Regions from separate parts of the Mus musculus genome. Here region 1 is linked to region 2. The links are chromatin contacts, called in public Hi-C maps. All regions are on one chromosome and are shown on one strand. The core of a region is the stretch at or near the end of the contact, and the rest is flanking DNA. Distances in the headings are between cores, read along the strand shown. Region 1 overlaps Zfat (zinc finger and AT hook domain containing). Region 2 has its middle 490 kb from the start of Zfat.

Region 1 (4,819 bases), core at 1,441-3,940, 410 kb before region 2:
ACAGAGCTTCTCTCTACCCCAGCTCCTTTCCTAGTGAGCCTCTGACTAGACTGAATTTCATTCTCTGTGCATACTTTTAGCATCTGAGTCTACAGAAGAGCGAAGCCCAGAGTGGAAATGAAGCAAAGGCTTCATAAATGGCATTTTTAAGTCTTATTAACAACAGGAATAATAATAGCTGCCTGTGAGTGTTTTTGGGGGATTAAACTGGATGATTCGATAGGATTAGGTGATTATACCAGGAACACTGTTGTCATATTAGTGTGGCATTCATTATAAACATCAACAGAATCTAGAAAGCTTTGATTTAAGAAGTGACATGTTTATCCAAGGTGCTGTTAACGGCACAATGGTCATGTCTGGTTCAGTAGTGGTTGATCTCATAATGATGCAATGAGTGAATGGCTTTTTTTTCTTTGCAAGGTCTAGTCTGATGAGAAGAGGCTGACAGTCCTGAGACTGATTTAAGACTTCTTACTGTAATAGACACCACACCTGGGGCCCATGTGGCTCTGTTTTATGTAGCCAGCACAAAAGGAAGCTTCAGAAATCAGAAGAGTTGCTTTGACTTTCTGGTATAAGAATCACTAACAGCCAGGAGGTTTGTCATCAAGGTGCATTTGGGGTGTTTGGAGGTATGAGGAGATCAAAGCATGTTGGGATAGACTCCAATACCATCTGCCACATCGCCACAGGCTCTATGGCCTCAGACAGTTCACTTGTCATGTCTGACAGCTGCCACCTTTTATATAAAATATACACTTAAAAGTCTGTCTTGTTCTGTTGCTGTGACGACACACCCCAATCAAGGCATCACTTAAAAGGCAAAACATTTAGTTGGGGTGCTCTTTACACTTTACAGGTTTAGTCCATTATTATCATGGCAGGAAGCATGGGGGCATACAGGTAGACCCTGGAACAGAAGTTGAGAACTACAGTCTGATCTATAGGCAGAGAGAGAGAGAGACTCTGGGCTTTAAAATCACACAGCCCACTCCCAGTGATATACCTCCTCCAGTCTTTTTGTGGGTCACATCCCCTAATCCTTTCAAATAGTTCTGGGGACCAAGCATTCAAATCTGTGAGCCTATGGGAGGCCATTCTCATTCAAACCATCACAAAGTCCATTATGTCAGTACCCATTCATGCACACTCATGTATGCACACATATATACATAGACATGCCTGCATATATGTACACATCTATGTATATTTGTGTATTCCTATTTTGTTATTGCAGTGTTGAGATATAATTGCTGTCCTCCTTCTCCGGTAGGGCATGTGGTTTATTAACTTTTCTGTCATTGCTGTTAGGTTGGCCCTGAGCCTGAGGAGGAGTGAGTCCAGTGGTAGAATATGTTCTTGTTAGGAGAAGCCTTCGAGTGAGGTGTTGGAAGCTAGGAAGGTAGAAGGATGGATTGAATCCTCACTCCTCCACTGCTTACCTGGTGTTTGGTATGAGTAATGCAAATAATCTGTGCCACAGTGTACCTGAGCGGTGAGGGTGAGGTGAAGGAGGACATTAAGTGCTTGGTATAGACTATTGTTTTGCAGCTCACTGCTCTGGACTTAGAGCTTCTGAACTCAGGTAAAATGGGCGACAGGAGCTAAGCCATTGTTCACTGAAAATCTGACTGTGCAGCCTAGGCTGCCTCTTGTTCCACATGCAGAATTTGCCTGTTAGTTGTGAATGGCCTGGAGTTGCTCGTCTAGCCTGGTTGTTTTCTTCCTTAGATGCTGATGCTCAGTCTCTTGTGTACATCCCACAGCGCTAGGGTCATGAGGGAGCATCAGGAGTATGCAGCTGATGTCTTTCGTCTTGCCTTTGTGTGCTTTGCTTCTTACTTATAAACAGCTGTTGTAGACGCTATCCTCTGAGGGTAGCAACACATTCATCAGAACAGCTGTGCTAAGTGCAGTGGCCCTTGGAGATCAGTGACATTGAACAGCTGTGCTAAGTGCAGTGGCCCTTGGAGATCAGTGACATTGAACAGCTGTGCTAAGTGCAGTGGCCCTTGGAGATCAGTGACATTGAACAGCTGTGCTAAGTGCAGTGGCCCTTGGAGATCAGTGACATTGAATGTTGATGTTCTCTTACAGAAACGGGCACAGAGAGGGTCGTTGGACCCTCACCTGGTCACAGTTACTGTCTCCTGTACTCTGCAGCTAGCTGTGTATAACTCAGCCCTAACTACACATATCTTTGAGATCTTTGGGGATGCTAGAGTGTGTAGATTGTGTGTGTGTATGTGTGTACGGGGTGTTGACCAAAATGCTTGGAACTCCATCTGTTTAGCTAGTTGTCATTGGTTCTGAGGTGAGACTTTTCTCCTTTGGGGTAACCCCTCTCTCACCTGTGTTAGATAAAGAAGTCCAATAGACTCATTGGTTCTCCAGGTTAGTCTCTGACTGACATGCACTTTGCTCTGTCATTGGACCCCTGTAAGGAATGGGTAAGCATTTGTCTGCGTCTCCCCAGGGAATGTCACACAGCACTTTTCTACTTTCATGGTGAGGAATGTGATTGCACCTTCTTTCCGAGCACTGATCTCACTTCTAGCAATGTGGAAGAAGCTCTGGGGAGACCAACCTTGGGGCAGAAAGCTGCTGGCTTGATCTTGTAGTCACTTCCTTGTGTTTTTACTTAATTCCCAAGTCCCCTCTAGTTGTTAGGAATCACTTCCTCTACTGTGTAGAGTCTCGTGTCTAAGTCTCTGTTGTGCAATACTTTGTCTGTGGCTATGGCATGAGTGAGGGTTGGCAGATTGCATCCCATGGCCTTATCACAGCCCATTGCTCTTCACTGGCTGCTGGCGGGTCAGCAGTGTTAGTGATGAAGCTCTTGGACACTTGTACATCTTCTGAAGGAGTGTGGCAGAGGTGGACTATGGCCCAGGTAGGGACAGGAGACAGTACTTCTGTATTACTGTGGCAGCCATTCTGAAAGCTGCATGAGTTAATAATATCTGCACATTGCTCCTAGAGAAGTATAACATCCTGATGCAAGGAGTGTGGCTTAGTAAACGTCACAAGAGATATACTGTCTTGCTTCTCATTAGTTCTCACATTTTCTTAGAAGATCTTAGGGTCTCATTTCTACTTTTGCCCTTGTTGGTATTTGTAATTCTTTCCATTGAGATAAGTTGTTTTTGAAAACAGGTCCTCACTCTGTAGCCCAGGTTGGCCTAAATTCATAGTACTCCTCTGGCCTCGGCATCCTAAAATCTGGGACTGTAGGTTGAAGCCACCTTGCCCAGTTCAATTGAAGAACTCTCTTTGTTTGTTTGTTTGTTTGTTTGGTTGGTTTTTAACTTTTCTTCTTCTCTCATACATTACATCCAGATATCAATTTTCCCTGCCTCCACCCTTCCTCCCCACTATCCCCACCCCCGCCCAGCCTACCCTCTCTATAGATCAACTGCTCTTTTGTTTCCCTTAAAAATATTGGGCCTCCCAGGGATAACCGCCCATGTGGCCTAACAAGATACAGTAAGTCTGGGGACTAATAACCGAGGTACTCTTAAAGGTACGTAACTTGTTGCTGCTTCTGAAGTGGGAGGCTTTGGCCTGTGCATGCTAGCAAGGGGACTTCAGATACAAGGAAGACTGTCCCTTGCTGCAAGGAGCACTCTGCTTTCTGTGGATGAACAGATCACCAGTAGGAGGAGAAGGCTAGCGGGTCAACACCCTGCCCTCCCCAGCCAGCGTGAGCCGCTGTGGAGTGTGACTGTGAGGTTGAGGATGTTCGGGACAAGAAAGGGGGAGGGGGAAATGACCATTCAAACTGCGAATACTTTGATTTCATGCCTGAGCACTTGTTCCTGAAGTGGGCGACTGTATTGCCTCTGCAGTGAAGAGGACTTCTTTGAAAACCTCCAGCTTTTGAGATTGTGTGATATTTGTCTTTTGAGCCTGATGTAATTTATTTCTGTCCTGTGGCTGAGGATACCACACAGGGACAAATCTTCTGTTCATGTAGACACTGTTGACCTGATAATGAAGGTGTTAGCTCTAAAATACTTCACATCTGCAGGGAAGGTTGTTTTTAAGCTGTTCTATTGATTTGTGATGTGCATAAGGTATAATTTATTCTTTTACAACGTGAAGTTTAGTAGAATTTAGTCTACACACGATTATGTAGCCATCAGCAACTTTAGAAAAAGCATCTGTTGTCCCATAGGAAGGCTTTCTTGTCTGCTGTCACCACTCCCTTCTCTGTCCCTAGACACTTCCTATGTCCACGAACATTTTACATAAAAGGGTCACAAACTGTGTGCGACTAGTGTCCTTCTTTATTTATGTGATAGCAGGCTTCATGTTCTGCTCCGTTTTATGGTTGGGCAGTGCTCCCTTGTGTGGAGTTTCCCTCACTCTCTGAGTTGCTGAGCATTTGAAGTGCAGTTTTAGTGGTGAGCACAGCAGGATCGAGCCTTCAGTGCTGCTGGTTGCATTCATAGCACTTGAGCTAACTCTTGGTGAAATCTGTACAGGCATCTTAACTTTCGGAAATTAAGTGTTAATCATCCCTTTAAAAGATTTTCAAGATTTCGAAGCATCTAAGGAGAAGCTGCTCATATTCTCCACTGCCAAGCCTTCCATCCCTGCCTTTACCATTGCTGACACATTCACATCATCACTGCCAAGGAAGAGATAACACTGGGGATTTGGAGCTAGGACAGAGTCCCAGCACTGAGACCTCCTGCTGACTGTAAATCACTCAGAGAGTTCCAGGGAGACTGGGTGAACTTGCTGGTGATGTAGAAACATCTTACATTACTGTGGTCCAACTGGACTTGAGTCCCATCGGCATCTACCGGGA
Region 2 (5,070 bases), core at 1,765-4,264:
TTTTCATCAAACATAAGCTCCACAAGAACAGAAGGCTTAGTCTATTAGGTTCACAGTTTCTATCTTCAGATCTAGCATATAGCAAAGTTAATCAGGTTTTAAAAGGATAGATAAATACTGAAAGAAAAGTTTGCCAGAAAATCCAGTTTTCATGTCTGGCTTGGTTGAATAATGAGGTTAGCTTTAAATTTCCCAGTAAGAAAGAGACAAAAATGTAACGTTTGTATTTGTCTTGTAAGCTTTACTTTTGTGAACAAAAAATCATATGAATATATTTGAAAAATGTAAATGTGAGAAGTAATTTGTTTGGGATTCAACTTTGATTAAGTCTCTAGCTTTGACCATGACTGTCAGAAATCCAGCTTTTAATTTGTCTTCTCCTAACCAGAGCTGAGCACTTTGAATCTTATTGCTTTAATCCCATAGTTATTCCAGAGATTTGGATTGTCACATTGGAAGGGAGGTGGTTTGGGGTCATGTGTCAGGTCCTTGTTATGCTTCAGTTACAGGAGAAGTAACAGTGGTTATGTATTGAGAGAGAGAAAGAAAAATAATTCTGTCTCCTCTGGCACCTATTTCTCAGCAGCACAGAGCAATCTTTCTGAATATAGCACTTCCTTGAGGACACAGTGGAGGTGTTTATCTCACCTCTTATACTCTGCATGGTAGGCAGCCTTTGTAAGATTTATCGGGGACCCAAGAAACTATGTAAGAGATGAGGAATAAGCAGGCTCTACAGTGATGCTGTCTCAATAGCTGGGAAGGACAAAGCTTGGGCTTTGCAGTTTTCTTCTTTAGACTCTGCATGGTAGGCAGCTTTTGTAAGATTTATCTGGGACCCAAGAAATAATCTAAGTGATAATGAATGAGCAGGCTCTCCAGTGATGCTGCCTCTATATCTCTCCATAGCTTGGACAGACAAAGCATGGGCTTTGCAGTTTACTTCTTGGAAACTATATGGTTTATATTATAGTTCATCAAGTCTCTTCTTCTCAAATGATGGAAGTTCCTGAAATATATAAATATTTAATATAAATTATTTAAGTAAAGATATATATGTATGTGTATATACATATATATTTTGGATGGATATAAATATATATGTGTGTGTATACATATGTTATATCTATATCTATATCTATATCTATATCTATATCTATATCTATATCTATACCTATACCTATACCTATACCTATACCTATACCTATACCTATATCTATCTATCTATCTATCTATCTATCTATATATATATATATATATATCTACATCTATAGATATCCAAGGCATCTCAGTTAGTCAACGGGGACTCAAGGGAGGGAGGGAGGATTGAAAAGAAAAAGATAATTAGACAAAACTATAACCTGACTCCAGCCAGTGCTGAGGCTGAACCAGCTTTATTTTTCCCCAGCCTGCTTTTTTTTCCATTTTTAATTAGGTATTTAGCTCATTTACATTTCCAATGCTATACCAAAAGTCCCCCATAGCCATCCACCCCCACTCCCCTACCCACCCACTCCCCCTTTTTGGCCCTGGCGTTCCCCTGTACTGGGGCATATAAAGTTTGCGTGTCCAATGGGCCTCTCTTTCCAGTGATGGCCGACTAGGCCATCTTTTGATACATATGCAGCTAGAGTCAAGAGCTCCGGGGTACTGGTTAGTTCATAATGTTGCTCCACCTATAGGGTTGCAGATCCCTTTAGCTCCTTGGCTACTTTCTCTAGCTCCTCCATTGGGAGCCCTGTGATCCATCCATGTGAGCATCCACTTCCCAGCCTGCTTTTATATCACTCTAGGTACAGCCAAAGAACATGGCCAGTTCTTAGATCAAAGACAAAGTCATCAAGCATAGTAGTAAACAAAGAGATCACACAAGAAAGTAATCAAGCAGCACCAAAAGTTTTCAACATAGATAGATAGATAGATAGATAGATAGATAGATAGATAGATTTTTTCAACACACACACACACACACACACACACACACACACACACACACACACACACACACATAAAACAGTTCCAGAGTTATTCAACCAATTGGAGACAGAATTATGGTGTCTTCACAGACCTTAGTGCATTCCAAAGCAGGCAAGTGTCAGGCCAGGAGAAAGTAGGAGAAGAAAAAGAGATATTCATCAAAGAGCAAGAGCTGAAGAAACAAGCAAGCCCTAAGCTGATGATGGTAGCAAACAAAAAGATATGTTTCATTTCAAGGCCGCTGGAATCTTCTCTGGAAGGAACATAGTTAATCAAAGAATGAATAACTGGATTGCAGAAGTATGTAAACTGCAGGATATCATAGGCTACACTTGATTTTAGCAGAAAGGTAAAGTAATTCAAGGAAAGAATATAAAAGAAGAAAGTACAAGTGATCGGGATTGTTTGCAAAGATGGAAGTTATAAAAGAATAATTAGACCCAAGAAAGAAGTTCACTTTCCTACCTTGTGATTGAGATTATTAAACATGGGCTTTTCCTTTAGATTTTAAACCATTTTCCTCCACCACCCCCTTTTCCCTGTGCCTGTTCCAAGCCATCTCTATTTACAGGCAATGTTATCAGGAGTCTCTCTGTACCTATAATCCACATTCATGAACACCAGTGGGAATAGAAAGCCGGTGATCATCAGGAGGAAAGTTTGCAGTAAGGAAGGGCTAGGTAAATGAGAGTGATTATCAAGGAGAAATAGTAGTGAGCAGAGTACTTCCCCTCTTGGTGTGATAATGAACACATATGCGATTAAATAAAGACAGGATGGTCAGAAGTTAATGATTTAATACAAAAATGCCCCCAAGGAAAACCCATAACACATAGAATAATACTAATTACAGTTTGAATATGAGATGTCTTCAACAGGGTCGTGTTTGAGGGCTTGGTCCCCAGCTGGTGATGCTGTTTGGGAAGGCTCTGGAACTTAATAGGAAGTGGAATCTTGCTAGAAAAAGTGGATCACTACAGGAGTGGCAGTGGGGGTGAGTTTGTCACTAGACTTCCTCAGTAAGTTCTCCTTTTTGGATTGCACATGCATCTTGTTTCTGCATTTATGCCTTTCCGACCATAGTGAACTGTCCCTGAAGACTGCTAGGATACATAAATCTCTTGTCCTATAAATCACTTGGACGGGGCACTCTGTCCCAGCAACACTAAGCAACTCAGACAACACCTAGAAGATGACCTTCCAGAGAGTTGTATTGTACACTGAATATTGAAGGCCCAATATTATCTTGGGAGTTTCATATAAAAGGGTCTCTGCTTTTCAGTGGGAGTCATGGCAGCTAAAGAGTTGACCGCAAATGAAAGTGCAATGTTTACATGTACATAAAGCAGATGATAAAGGGGTTGTCTGTAGGGAATTGGGAGATGTGAGTAAAAGTGGTAGGATCAACAGGGGACAAAGAGGTGTCACAGATATAACAGTCTCTCTGGCTTTTCCACAACAGAAATATGTGCATGTGTGCTCCCTTGGAAAGATGAAAAATGGATAGTGAAGCCATCTCCTATGTAGGGGATTTGAGACTTTTTTTTGTTTTTTCAAGACAGGGTTTCTATGTGTAGCCCTGGGCTATCCTGGAACTCACTTTGTAGACCAGGCTGGCCTCGAACTCAGAAATCTGCCTGCCTCTGTCTCCCGAGTGCTGGGATTAAAGGCGTGTGCCACCACGCCCGGCTGGAGATTTGAACTTTCCATTTTGTTGGTCACCTCAGCTTTTGTGCAGGGCTTCAAGCAGGTATATTTTCCTTTGACAAACAAAACAAAACAAAACAAAACATGTGACTCTTTTTGATTTTATTTATTTAGGATCTATTTTAATATTTTCATAATGTATATTCATTGTATATGGTAATCTATTATACAATGTCATTTTCATAAAAGCATATGTATGTTGAGAATAATCTCTCCCATGGCCCCTAGTCCTCTTTTCAACACTCCTCTCTATTAGTTTCCATATGTACCCTAGACAGTTCTGCTTTCATATAAAACATTCATACATGATTTCATGTGCCCATATAAAATCTATAGAGATATCTATATACAAGTAATAGAAAACATACAGTATTTAACTTGCTTAGTTTACCTAATTATTGAATCTGTTTTCCTGTAAACAATATAACTTATTATTTCTCCTTCCAGCAGAAACACCACCCTTTCTTTGTGCAGTCATCTGTTTTTAAGCATGTATGTTGATTATATGACTTAGCTATTGTGGATAGTGCTTCTGTTAACAATAATATTCATGTCTCTGTGATCATTTAACTTGGAGTTCTTTGGATAAGCACTCAGAAGTGTTATTCATACATGGAACATGTATTAGAAAACAAACTACCTGATGTATGTTCTATGGTCATGAGGAGTCAATTACAAGAGAACATTGCATCTCCAGAAAATCCCTTTGTGAATAACATACAATTTTATGAGTCTTGCAAATTGCTGACCATAACCAACCAAGTCTATATTTCATAGTTCCATCCTTTCTTTAGTAGCCTTGCACCTCTCAGATTTAACGTCTAAAATTATTTAACACATAGATATTCCAATCTTCTTGAAGACCCACTTGTGTCTGTCTTTCTTTCTTTCTTTCTTTCTTTCTTTCTTTCTTTCTTTCTTTCTTTCTTTCTTTCTTTCTTTCTTTCTTTCTTCCTTCCTTCCTTCCTTCCTTCCTTCCTTCCTTTCTTTCTTTCTTTCTTTCTTTTTTTTTTGAGACAGGGTTTCTCTGTATAGCCCTGGCTGTCCTGAAACTCACTCTGTAGACAAGGCTGGCCTCAAACTCAGAAATCCGCCTGCCTCTGCCTCCAGAGTGCTGGGATTAAAGGTATGTGCACCACCTCTAGATTTATATAAATGTAGCAAGAACTCATCTTTTATTCTGGATCATATCTGACAAGCTTCTAATACTGAATTATTCCTCAGGAGATATCTGATTATCCTACCCTGTATTAGTGACAATAGAGTTAGTTCGGGCTAGCCAGAATTCTGCTTCGCCCTGATGTTTTCATTACTACTTTTTGGATACAGATACTTAGCTTCTTGTCTATGAACTTTCACTTGCCCATATCTATTCAGAGTTGATGC

The links. A called contact is a pair of places that touch in the nucleus more often than the background predicts.
Region 1: a contact with region 2 is called in a Hi-C map of bone marrow-derived macrophages, with 16 read pairs. The contact joins two enhancer-like sites. A contact is called at or near these places in 1 of 484 Hi-C or Micro-C datasets (bone marrow-derived macrophages) and 1 of 9 other capture datasets (embryonic stem cells).

Annotation. Positions count from the first base shown.
Region 1 is chr15:68,173,737-68,178,555 of GRCm38.p6, reverse strand. All of the region lies in intron 7 of Zfat (zinc finger and AT hook domain containing), which reads left to right. Among named protein-coding and RNA genes, the nearest start is that of Zfat, 83 kb to the left of the region's middle. Within about 2 kb of position 2,690, at least 16 of the 459 cell types and tissues checked have an H3K27ac peak or open chromatin away from gene starts, as enhancers often do. A contact at or near this core is called in bone marrow-derived macrophages, where this site is marked.
Region 2 is chr15:67,765,750-67,770,819 of GRCm38.p6, reverse strand. No RefSeq gene overlaps it. Among named protein-coding and RNA genes, the nearest start is that of Zfat, 490 kb to the left of the region's middle. Within about 2 kb of position 3,014, at least 6 of the 459 cell types and tissues checked have an H3K27ac peak or open chromatin away from gene starts, as enhancers often do. A contact at or near this core is called in bone marrow-derived macrophages, where this site is marked.